Linked DNA regions of Xenopus tropicalis: region 1 is linked to region 2. The links are chromatin contacts, called in public Hi-C maps. All regions are on one chromosome and are shown on one strand. The core of a region is the stretch at or near the end of the contact, and the rest is flanking DNA. Distances in the headings are between cores, read along the strand shown. Region 1 overlaps grn (granulin). Region 2 holds the start of fam171a2 (family with sequence similarity 171 member A2).

Region 1 (5,978 bases), core at 3,095-5,594, 42 kb before region 2:
CTCCACTACTGAAGGGATTAAGATATCTCAACTCCTTCCCTTCACGCTTCTATATAAAGTGTGTGTCTATTGATTCAGGTGGCAGAACTGGTTAGGGGTGTGTAGATCTGGCATGTTTATGGGGGGGGGGGGGGGCATATGAAATGCAGTATGGCAACTAGGGTCTGTTTAATATGTACATGCCTTGCCAAATAGGGCTTAACAGGGAAAGTGTTGCAATCTCTCATACTGATACTTGTTCTTTTCAAAGTTTTGCTTCCTCCTTTAGCACCCACAGACACATGACTGATTTCTGATCCACATGTTAAAGGGGATGTTAACCCAATATACTCAGTTGTTTTTTTTTTTTTTTTTTTTGCACAATTTGTATATTTAATTGCAATTTGAAACTACATTTGTTGCTTTCTAAGCTGCTGGTTCTGAATGTCAAAACAATTGTGTCAAAGCTTTGCATGCTGCTTTAAAGGCCTGTTAATCAGCTGGCTTCTGCTACTTTGTTTCGAAAGTTGGAAGGAACTGGGAGGGAATAGAAAGGGACAGACAGTTAGCTTTACAGAAAAACTTTAAAATGTGTGATGAATATATATTGGGAAAACTACTTAAAACATTTTATTTTTGGGTTTTCTTTACCTTTGACATATGTGATAAGTGTCACATGCTTATATTCTGATTTTTAGTCCATATTCCATGATGAATGAGAACTGGAGCCAGAATTTGTCTGTACAGATATACCCTTCAATCCAATAAAATTTTAAAAATGAGGGCCCTGTTAGTTAAATTGGCACACTGATGTCCGGTATATTGATAGAAGGTGGCACTGCACAGGTGTGCAAGGGCAGGGTTGCCTTATATCTTGTCAGTTTTAACTTCTTCTTTCTTAGAGTTTTGCTAACAGCTCCAGCTGCCCCTCTGGTTATATTCCAGCAGAAAGCATTGCAGCACATTGAGCTATATTCTTTCCCTGCCTTCCTCTCCCTGCGTTGTTTTTTCTCTCATCCACTTCCTCCTTTTATGCCAAGGCTGTTGTCTTTCATTTGTTTCACCCTCCCCATTCTAGCAGCTTGGCTCTTACTGGTTGGCCCAGATTCTTGTTGTTATGGGGTTTTCCTGGCTCTTTTCTGTACAAAGCAACGTGCTTCTATATAAGCAAAGGTATTATTTTTATGTAAATACACACATGCCCCTGGTAGTGTTGTGATTCAAATCCATGTAGCCCTAGACAGGCTAAGTCACTTGGGGGGGGGGGGGGTGCCAAAATGTTAGGCACCCCACAGTGGCTTTAATCGTTTACCTTTTACCCTGGACAGGCGCTTCTGTAAGAAGACACCAGCCTGGGGTACCTGTGAGCGAGTGCCTCCTCTTCCTTCTATCTGCCTAATGTTTGGCACCCCTCAGTGTTTTTTACGCTTCCTTCTCCTTTAAAGGAGAAGGAAAGGCTAAGTCACTTGGGGGTGCCAAAATGTTAGGCACCCCCAAGTGACTTAAATCGCTTACCTTGTACCCCGGGCTGGTGCCCCTGTTAGGAGAAAACCGCACCAGCCCAGGGTTCCTCTAGCGAGCGCTTCCTCCTTCCTACTCACGCTGCAGCCAATTGTCCCGGACAAACGCATGCGCAGTGAAAAGCCGACTTCTCTGTTAAAGTTCAGCTTTTCACTCTACAGCGCATGCGCACGCGATCGATCAGGAAGGAGGAAGCGATCGCTGCTACCCCGGGCTGGTGCTGTTCTCTCCTAACAGGGGCACCAGCCTGGGGTACAAGGTAAGCGATTAAAGCCACTTGGGGGTGCCTAACATTTTGGCACCCCCAAGTGACTTTGCCTTTCCTTCTCCTTTAAGGCTCAGTATCGTAAACATATTCTATGCCCATGGTGAGGATCAGCATTTTAGGCACCCAATGACCTTTGAAGCATATCATCATCATCCTCCTACAACTGGCTTGCCAGAGTAGCCATTTGGGGCACAGGTCAGCTAAAATACACAGTGCACTTCTGCGGACCATTTGGATAGTTCCATATATTTTAAGTACCCACCAGTGCTAAAAACCCAGTCTTGTGGGTGTCAGGCATGCCACCCATTATTTCCTATAATAGTCAACATCCCCTTTTAAAGGGGACCTGTCACCCCCACATAAAAGTTGTTTAATAAAAGCCCTTTGAAAATTGAACATGAAACCCAAATTCTTTTTTTAATTAAATCATCCATAGCAGTTATATAATGGACAGATAAGATTTTTTAAACATGTCTCTCCTCTATGCCTCAGCAATAGAGGTGGAGCAGGCAATATATGACTGACAGCTCAGATTTTTAATTACAATTAAAAGCATAAGATTTTGGGGTGATGGGAAACTTGCCTTTGAGAACACTGGTGCCTACCTGCTCTCTGTAACTATAAATTCCAAGAATTGTGGAATGTTGTGCCTTTGTACATCTATTGGAATTGTGCATTTATGTACAATGCACAAACTGTACACAATTTTGCCATTGCCTCATTGGAAGATAAAGCGATATGACCTTATGTGATGTGCCTGCTGTAACACTATATACTTGTGCTTATCCGGCCCCCTCAGATGATGCCAAAAGGGGCTGGGCAAGTGCAGGAATATAAATTGAGGATGCGGTGGGCCTGGTCAGGTGTGGGTGAGATTGCTGCGTGTTAGGTGCCAAGAGTGCCATTTTGCACCCTGCTTTTTGACATATTGCCATAGGTCTCTGCAAATTTCTTCCATTAATTCAGTGTTGTCTGCGTCTGTCAGTGTTGTATTCATAAGGTACGGGTGGTGGTAGGCACATTGGCATATCCCTACCCTTCCCCTAAAGTGCATATCATTCTCATGCTACAGTTAAGGAGAACTGGTGGATGCAGGGTGGAAAAAGGCCATCCATCCTATGGCAGGCGCTAAGGACAGGGCTGTTTTGTGCCTGCTGGCACTGAACTCTGTACATACTGCTGTGTTTCCTATCTGGCACTGATTGCAGTGTGCAGCCACGCTCTGGTCACAAGTTCTGTTCAAAATAAGCACTAAGTGGTGCACGCTTGCACCATTAGTCACTAGCTCCACATGGAATATGTGTCACCACAAGTCACCTGCTTACATTGGTTGTTATTGCACCTTTTATCCTTTTTATTCACCCCCATTTATGAAATTAGCTCATTCAGTTGGGCTTATGTAGAAAAAGAGTAAACACTATCTGAACAGCCAAAAATACGCACATAAATGCTCCCTAGAGCTGAATGGTCAGATATCGTTCAGGTACAGTACAGTTAGGCCAGTAGGTTCAGGAGAAAACCTTTCCATCAGAACTTCATAATAAAAAAAAAATAAGTTACATTAATAGTTTTTTAAGTTACATTCATTTTATTAAATAAAAAGGCAAAATACATTTAACGCAATTATATTTGTTGTGCTCATGTTTAGCAAAGGGGTTCGTGTATGTTTAAAAAAAAAATAAATAAAAAAAAATAATGTATTATAATATACACGTGGTGCTGGTTTCAAGGTCACAGCAGACAATGAGTTTTATGAGGGAAGGGTTATGTTAAGAGAAGCAAGATATAATGAATGGGGAGTGGGCCATTTAAGGGTGTGCCTTGTGAGTCAGTCATCGGAAGGCAAAACTTGACGGTGCTGAGCAATATGTCAGCTGACTTTGTGTATGTCACGACTGTAGGTTCTGCATTGTCTGGGACTGGATCCAATGTAACTCAATACCGAATACCTTGTTATTACCAAATGCAATAACCGTTTGGGCTTGTAAAAGTCTTTGTGTTTCTTGAAAACCTGTTTTAAAAAAAGAAACAGCTAGGATCTGCTGGCTGCACAGTTCACTTAAAGGGACAGTGCGCAATCTAAAAGCTGTACTATATTCATATACCATTAGAGTTCTAGACATAATTAGGTTCATTAAAAACATGATCTAGTTCTTTGGTTCACCTTTTAGCCAGTACAGTATTTTATAAAATTCTTAGGAAATCGGACACTTAGAAATGTATGTGATCTTAAACTGGGCATTGATCTGTACGCCATGGATGAGAACGAGTGTGGAGTGTGATTGGATCCCCATAACTTAAGTCTACTAAAAATCTTTGAATCCTTATTGGTGGCAAAACAATCCTATTGTTTAATTATATCTTAGTTAGGAACAGGTAAAGAGTTCTGTTTTATTATTGCAGAGCAAAAGGAAATTCTTTTTAAAAATTTGAATTATTTGATTAAAATGGAGTCTATGGGAGATGGTCTCCCTGTAATTTGGAGCTTTCTGGATAACATCCCATTCCTGTACAATGTGTTTGCCCATATAGACACCAGAAGTCCCATTTTTGGGCACATTGGTTGTTGTTTATCTGTGGGACCTTCACCCAAGTGGGTGTGGTTGTGCTGCTTACAAGTTGCCCCTTATCAAAAACAACCACATTTTGAAAGTTAGGCTAGTGGCACTTTTTTTTTTCTCTTTCTGGCATAAATTCACCCATGGGTAAACATGGTCCACTGCTTTCCACCCCATATCTGCAAATGCACCAACATACAGGTGATATGTTTGTGCTACTAGCCTAAAGCGTTCCAAATGCTGGAGCAAGCTCACATTAAGCTCACTGTAGACTTTTCAAACAAGGGCTGAACTGCTTCAGAAGCAAGGTACCATACCCAAGCCAGGCGTGGGTCACATGAAGAAGCAGTCAGGAATCCCATGGTTAACCTGTTAAGAAATTCCCTGGAACATTAGAAATGCTTATTCTTTAAAATAAGAGTTTGTGCCATTCTGGTGGCATCATGGTGCTGTCCATGTAACCTGAGTTGTCTAAAGTGGCTGGACCAGTAACATGTGGAAAACCACCCAGGAGGTTACTGAATAAGTGAATATATGCCTTGAGTTATGGCAGATATTTTGGCTACACTGTCTAGAAGGGAGGGCAACTGCATGGCCATATTGGCCTTAAACTTCAGTAATGAAGATGACTTTATTTAAAGATAATGTGTGAGGCATCATAGGAAATGTTGATATAATTCTTCATCATCCAGGGCTAACTGTGGGGAGAACATTGCTAAGCAAGATTGGTTCTGCTATTCTTTAGAAGAGTTACAGGCATTAAATTGTTGCTGAAGTGTCATTTCGACGATCTGGTGGCTCGATGTCATGTCAGTGACAAAATGTTATGTATAAGGTTTTCTTTCAGCAGTCACTGTAGAACATTTAATATACTTTGGGGCACATTTACTAATCCACGAACGTCCGAATGCATTTTTTTTTTTTTTCGTAAATTGTTGCGACTTTTTCATAGCCATTACGACTTGCTCATAAATTGTCGCGACTTTTCTGTAGCCGTCGCGCCGAGTACGAAAGTTTCGGATTCATTCAAGCTTCAGTATCGTGACTTTCCTTGGGCCAGGTTGGAGCTGCAGAGTGCCATTGAGCCCTATGGGAGACTTTCCTTGGGCCGGGTTGGAGCTGCAGAGTGCCATTGAGCCCTATGGGAGACTTTCCTTGGGCCGGGTTGGAGCTGCAGAGTGCCATTGAGCCCTATGGGAGGCTTTCCTTGGGCCGGGTTGGAGCTGCAGAGTGCCATTGAGCCCTATGGGAGACTTTCCTTGGGCCGGGTTGGAGCTGCAGAGTGCCATTGAGCCCTATGGGAGGCTTTCCTTGGGCCGGGTTGGAGCTGCAGAGTGCCATTGAGCCCTATGGGAGACTTTCCTTGGGCCGGGTTGGAGCTGCAGAGTGCCATTGAGCCCTATGGGAGACTTTCCTTGGGCCGGGTTGGAGCTGCAGAGTGCCATTGAGCCCTATGGGAGGCTTCCAAAATCATGCTAAGTCGCAAAGGTTTGCCCGACGTTTACGAGTGCTCAATACGAAAAAGTCGCGACAAATTATGAGCAAGTCGTAATGGCTACGAAAAAGTTGTGACAATTTATGAGCAAGTCGTAATGGCTACAAAAAAGTTGCGACAATTTACGAGCAAGTCGTAATGGCTACGAAAAAGTCGC
Region 2 (5,811 bases), core at 2,892-5,391:
TATGAGAGAGAGAGTGTACATATGAGAGAGTGTATGTATGAGAGAGAGAGTGTATGTATGAGAGAGTGTACGTATGAGAGAGAGAGTGTACGTATGAGAGAGTGTACGTATGAGAGAGAGAGTGTACGTATGAGAGAGTGTACATATGAAAGAGAGAGTGTACGTATGAGAGAGTGTATGTATGAGAGAGAGATTGTACGTATGAGAGAGTGTACGTATGAGAGAGAGAGTGTACGTATGAGAGAGTGTACGTATGAGAGAGAGAGTGTACGTATGAGAGAGTGTACGTATGAGAGAGTGTACGTATGAGAGAGAGAGTGTACGTATGAGAGAGTGTATGTATGAGAGAGTGTACATATGAGAGAGAGAGTGTACATATGAGAGAGTGTATGTATGAGAGAGAGAGTGTACGTATGAGAGAGTGTATGTATGAGAGAGTGTACGTATGAGAGAGAGAGTGTACGTATGAGAGAGTGTACGTATGAGAGAGAGAGTGTACATATGAGAGAGTGTATGTATGAGAGAGTGTACGTATGAGAGAGAGAGTGTACGTATGAGAGTGTACGTATGAGAGAGAGAGTGTACGTATGAGAGAGTGTATGTATGAGAGAGAGAGTGTATGTATGAGAGAGAGAGTGTATGTATGAGAGAGAGTGTGTATGTATGAGAGAGAGAGTGTATGTATGAGAGAGAGAGTGTATGTATGAGAGAGTGTATGTATGAGAGAGAGAGTGTATGTATGAGAGGGAGAGTGTATGTATGAGAGGGAGAGTGTATGTATGAGAGGGAGAGTGTATGTATGAGAGAGTGTACGTATGAGAGAGTGTACGTATGAGAGAGTGTACGTATGAGAGAGAGTGTACGTATGAGAGAGAGAGTGTACGTATGAGAGAGTGTATGTATGAGAGAGTGTACATATGAGAGAGAGAGTGTACGTATGAGAGAGTGTACGTATGAGAGAGAGAGTGTACGTATGAGAGAGTGTATGTATGAGAGAGAGAGTGTATGTATGAGAGAGAGAGTGTATGTATGAGAGAGAGAGTGTATGTATGAGAGAGAGAGTGTATGTATGAGAGAGAGAGAGTGTATGTATGAGAGAGAGAGTGTATGTATGAGAGGGAGAGTGTATGTATGAGAGGGAGAGTGTATGTATGAGAGGGAGAGTGTATGTATGAGAGGGAGAGTGTATGTATGAGAGGGAGAGTGTATGTATGAGAGGGAGAGTGTATGTATGAGAGGGAGAGTGTATGTATGAGAGAGTGTATGTATGAGAGAGTGTATGTATGAGAGAGTGTATGTATGAGAGAGTGTATGTATGAGAGAGAGAGTGTATGTATGAGAGGGAGAGTGTATGTATGAGAGAGTGTATGTATGAGAGAGTGTATGTATGAGAGAGTGTATGTATGAGAGAGTGTATGTATGAGAGAGTGTATGTATGAGAGGGAGAGTGTATGTATGAGAGAGTGTATGTATGAGAGAGAGAGTGTATGTATGAGAGAGAGAGTGTATGTATGAGAGAGTGTATGTATGAGAGAGAGAGTGTATGTATGAGAGAGAGAGTGTATGTATGAGAGGGAGAGTGTATGTATGAGAGAGTGTATGTATGAGAGAGTGTATGTATGAGAGAGTGTATGTATGAGAGGGAGAGTGTATGTATGAGAGAGTGTATGTATGAGAGAGAGAGTGTATGTATGAGAGAGAGGGGAGGGTGACTAGGAAGACAAAGCAGGGGAAAGAACGTTGAAAGAAGAAGAGAGGAAGGCGGCGGAAGACGGATGAAGGGAAAGGGGAGCAGCACATGGGGGGAGAGAGGCGAATGCAGAAAAGCACAGAATGGAAGAGGGAGGAATGATCCACTGAACAAAGGAGAGGTGGGGAGAGGGGACAGGTAGAACCATTGGGTACGATGGAACCAGGCATTACAGAAGGGGGGGTTCAGAAAGAGAAACAACAAAGAGATATAGAAGAGACATAGAAAAGACAAGAAAAGGCGCTAAAAACACAGGGCCCTGTGCCCCTCCTCTGCCTGTCACTATTTGTATGCAGTCTGTCTGATGTACGCACAGATGTTGTACAGCGCTGTGGAACATGTTGGTGCTTTATATGAATTCACAATGATAATAATAACAACAAAAGGTTAGAAATCACTGCAGAGAGCCGCATCTTAATTAATAAGGGCGAGAGGGGGAAATGAGACAGCAGGTAAAACAGCAGACTGCCTGGGAGACAGCAGTTTGTGCAATATCTCCTCCTCAGATCATTTCCTCCCAGCGACAACCAATCAGAGCAGGCAACGAGAGGGTGCTGCTGTGAAGCATCTCAAGGTGACAGCTGGGTGCTATTTACCTCTGTGAGAGACAGCCATGGGAAGCAGTCACAAAGTTTGGCTGGCTCAGAATAACAATTCTATCACCACTTCTGGGAAGCGGTTTCACAGGCGCATTACGCCTCTGTAAGGCTGCATTGTTCCACACTTCCCCTTATCCTGCCACATTCACAGCTTCAAAGCCTGACCTCTAACTCTGTCTCGGGGAAACAGGCTTCCTTCCTGTGCTCTGCCCAGTCCCCCAGTGCCTCCCAAACTCTTGGCCACATCCTGCCCTCTATTCCTCAGCTGGGGATCTTGGCTGGGCCTACTCTCTCTAGTTCTAGCAGGGGGCATCTTCATATCAACTGCCCCAACCTGCAGCCCCTTTAAGTTGAATGGCATCTTCCACAAGCCACAAACAGCCCAAGACTGTCTGATGCTGCTGGGAGTTGCAGTTTAAGCAGTTTTTTAGTGTTATCAGTAAATATGATATAATGGACTGGCTAGCATGCAGAGACCCCCAAGAGACAGCTGTAAGGAGAATGCAACCACAAATGCAACCCCCATTCCAACTCCCACTCTGCAGAGACAGCTGTGGCCAGAGACAGCTGAAGCCGGGAGCTAGAAGGGCTAATTCAATGTCCCCCCTGGAGGTATTTCTTAGCCCAGACACAGCACCATAAGGAAGGCCTAATCCACTATATTTATATATATATATATATATAGCCCCCTTCCCTTCACTCAGGCACACAGATAAGGACACAGAAAAACACTTTAACCTTAACCTTCGGCACAGGCTGCCGCACATGTAATCAAATAAAAAGCAGGTCTCTATTGTTCCATAGTAGTTCATGTTGAAATAAAAAATACTAGGAGTATTAATACCTCATCCTGCAAATGGGGCGACCAGCTCTTACTTGAAACTATGTGGTGTATGTGCCAGTACAGCTGTATGGGATTAACCCTATAATACTGAGCCAGCAGCAGGGGGAAAGCACATGATACATACATCATTGTGATCCCCGCAGCTATTACACCCAATGTGTCATCATTAGTCTCCCCTCCTCCCCAGCCCCTGCCATGCTGGGCGCCCAAGCCTTCCCCAAGCAATACAGTAAATAGGAATCCTGACACAACAGTGAATCAGAAGTGGGGCTCACAGAACCCCCCATGGCCTAGAGACTCTGATTCCAACCTTTTCCAGCAGGATCACATATTTCTTAGAAAAGATTCCACCCCCCCCCCCCCATGGGTATATCTCTATGATTAATATCAGATGTGAGTGATATAAGCCCCCCCTATAGATCAACCATTAAAACCTCCCCCTCCTATCTACCTATCCACATTACATCATCAGTGCACAGTACAATGGAGCACCCCTTCTGCAGAGATACTGAGCCCCCCCCCCCTCCTGAACATGAACCCCCTGTTTTCATGTCAAAACCCACCAATCAGTGAGCAGCAGATCCCTCCCTATCAGGGATCAGAACCGCCCTCCAATGAAAGATCAGGTTCCCAACAATATCAAGTCTCCCCCAAAATTGCATTAATGTGTATGTTGGGGGGAGTGAGGGTGCCCCAATGTACCCCAGCACGGTAGCCCTCCATCTGCCTAGCACCCTTGCATTACAAGCCCCCCACCTCTCCGTGGCTGGCCCTGTACCACCCATCTCATTGTCTTCCATCCTCCACTTACCCTGAGGCATTGAGGTCTCCAGCAGTGATTTCCCTTGGCCTCCCATGCACCACGCCAGGAGAAGGACCACCAAGGAGCACAGGGGCCCCCCACCTGTCATCCCTGAGTCCGCTGCACACCCCATGCCTCCTGTCACCCCTCCATTCCCGCAGCTGTATCCCAGGCACAGACAACCCTATGGAGCAGACTCTCGCCCCCTCCCTCTCTGCCTCTCCTGTGCCACACCTCCCCTATTTTCCTTAGGAATGATCCGCTGCGCCATCTGCAGGGCAAAGCCGGTAAAGGCATGCCATGTTAAGGCTCCGCTCTCAGACTAGACAGCAGCGCCACCTGCAGGCCGTCGTTGCGACAGCGAGTTGAAATCGCAAAACTAAGGAAAATGCTACATCAGCCGCATTCTAAGAAGCCACCGCCGCCCCTTTGTCGTATCTGCGGCATGAAAATATGATTCAGTCGTCACTAGGGTTCCCATTTTATTTATACGGGGTTAATCTTAAAAACTGCAGCGTTAAACCTGTTGAATTATAACTCTAGGTTCCCATTGACAGCAATGCCGACAGTGCCTGGGGCTCACTATCACCTTTATATATAATATAACAATGTTGGTCATTACCTTAGACATACAAGCTTCCATACACACACACCAAACCATATGATACTAATGACATCACCAGGTGCTTATTATAAGTGATGACGTCACAAGCCCAAACAGCCTTTATAAGGATGTATTTCCCAGGTGGTGCATTATATGCAGTTATGAAGCATGCAAGGCTGTTCTGCGCACACAATAAGTGACAGTGGGGCACTAGCTAGTTAGCTATAGTAGATTAATCAGAGATTAAGCCCTTTGTAATTTGGTTACATCATGTTTCCTGGAAGGATAGGACCTCAGGCCCCTCATTCTGGTAAGAGAGAGAGAAACAGGGTTTTATTATTGATACAAACATTCAAGCCAAAGATAAGATCTCTGCTCTGTAATAAACTTTATTTTAACCCTGTGGTTGTCCTCATCTCCCCCTAAAACCTTAAGGGCTCTGGCACACAGGGAGATTAGTCGCCCAGCCCAGACTGGGATTCAAAATAGACCCTGGTTTTCATGTACACAGAGGCCCAAACAGCCCCCCCCCCTCAGTAGTGACAGATCCATGGGGTTGGGATTTCTCCTTCGCTATCAATTGATCTGCTTCATCTTCCTTTTCACCTTCTTTACCCATTCCATTGAACATTCCTTTGCTTCTTGGCTTTTCCAGTTTGCATTTGGCACATTAAAGGGTTAAACTCAATCATGGATCCTAATTGCTGTTTGTGCTTACTTGTCCAGCCAGCGCTTCCAATTGAGCAGCCGCCATATAAATCCTCAGCCCATAAATCTCTATGCCAGACATGGAAGTCTCAGCCAGACAAGCCAATACCAGCAGAGGCTGCAAGAACCCAGGAACCATCTTGCTACAAATGATCTGCCAAAGGGCATTGTACTGGGAGATTGGCGTCATGGACCAACTACTGGTACAATTGACCCTAGGGGTGTGAAATTCACAGTTAAAGGCCCACTGACCCAAATGCTACCTTGCCAGTTCCTTTGCCAACCCTACTGCTGGCAACTCTGCCCCTGGTAGGAGCTTCTGGTATTGTTATACTGGTTCCTGATCCTGGTATTGGCCCTTAGCCCGACTGCCTGACCTAACCATCCACTTGTATTTAGTCTCAGAGACTGTAACCCTTTTGGTGCCTTGCTCCTGGTTTAACCATTCACCTGCCCGTTTACCCTGTGTGTGCCAGTGTCCACCTTATTAACCCTGTGCCTAAA

What was found. Hi-C and Micro-C count contacts between places; a contact is called where the count stands out from the background.
Region 1: a contact with region 2 is called in a Hi-C map of liver, with 2.3 times the contacts expected there. The contact joins the enhancer-like site here to the promoter of fam171a2 in region 2. A contact is called at or near these places in 5 of 5 Hi-C or Micro-C datasets (brain, gastrula embryo, liver and 2 more).

What each region holds. Positions count from the first base shown.
Region 1 is chr10:15,073,452-15,079,429 of UCB_Xtro_10.0, reverse strand. All of the region lies in intron 3 of grn (granulin), which reads left to right. Among named protein-coding and RNA genes, the nearest start is that of grn, 8.5 kb to the left of the region's middle. Within about 2 kb of position 4,344, at least 4 of the 11 cell types and tissues checked have an H3K27ac peak or open chromatin away from gene starts, as enhancers often do. A contact at or near this core is called in liver, where this site is marked.
Region 2 is chr10:15,031,439-15,037,249 of UCB_Xtro_10.0, reverse strand. It overlaps fam171a2 (family with sequence similarity 171 member A2), which reads right to left and starts at 4,141. Exons shown (of 8, transcript NM_001128032.2): 1 at 4,005-4,141. The coding sequence starts at 4,128.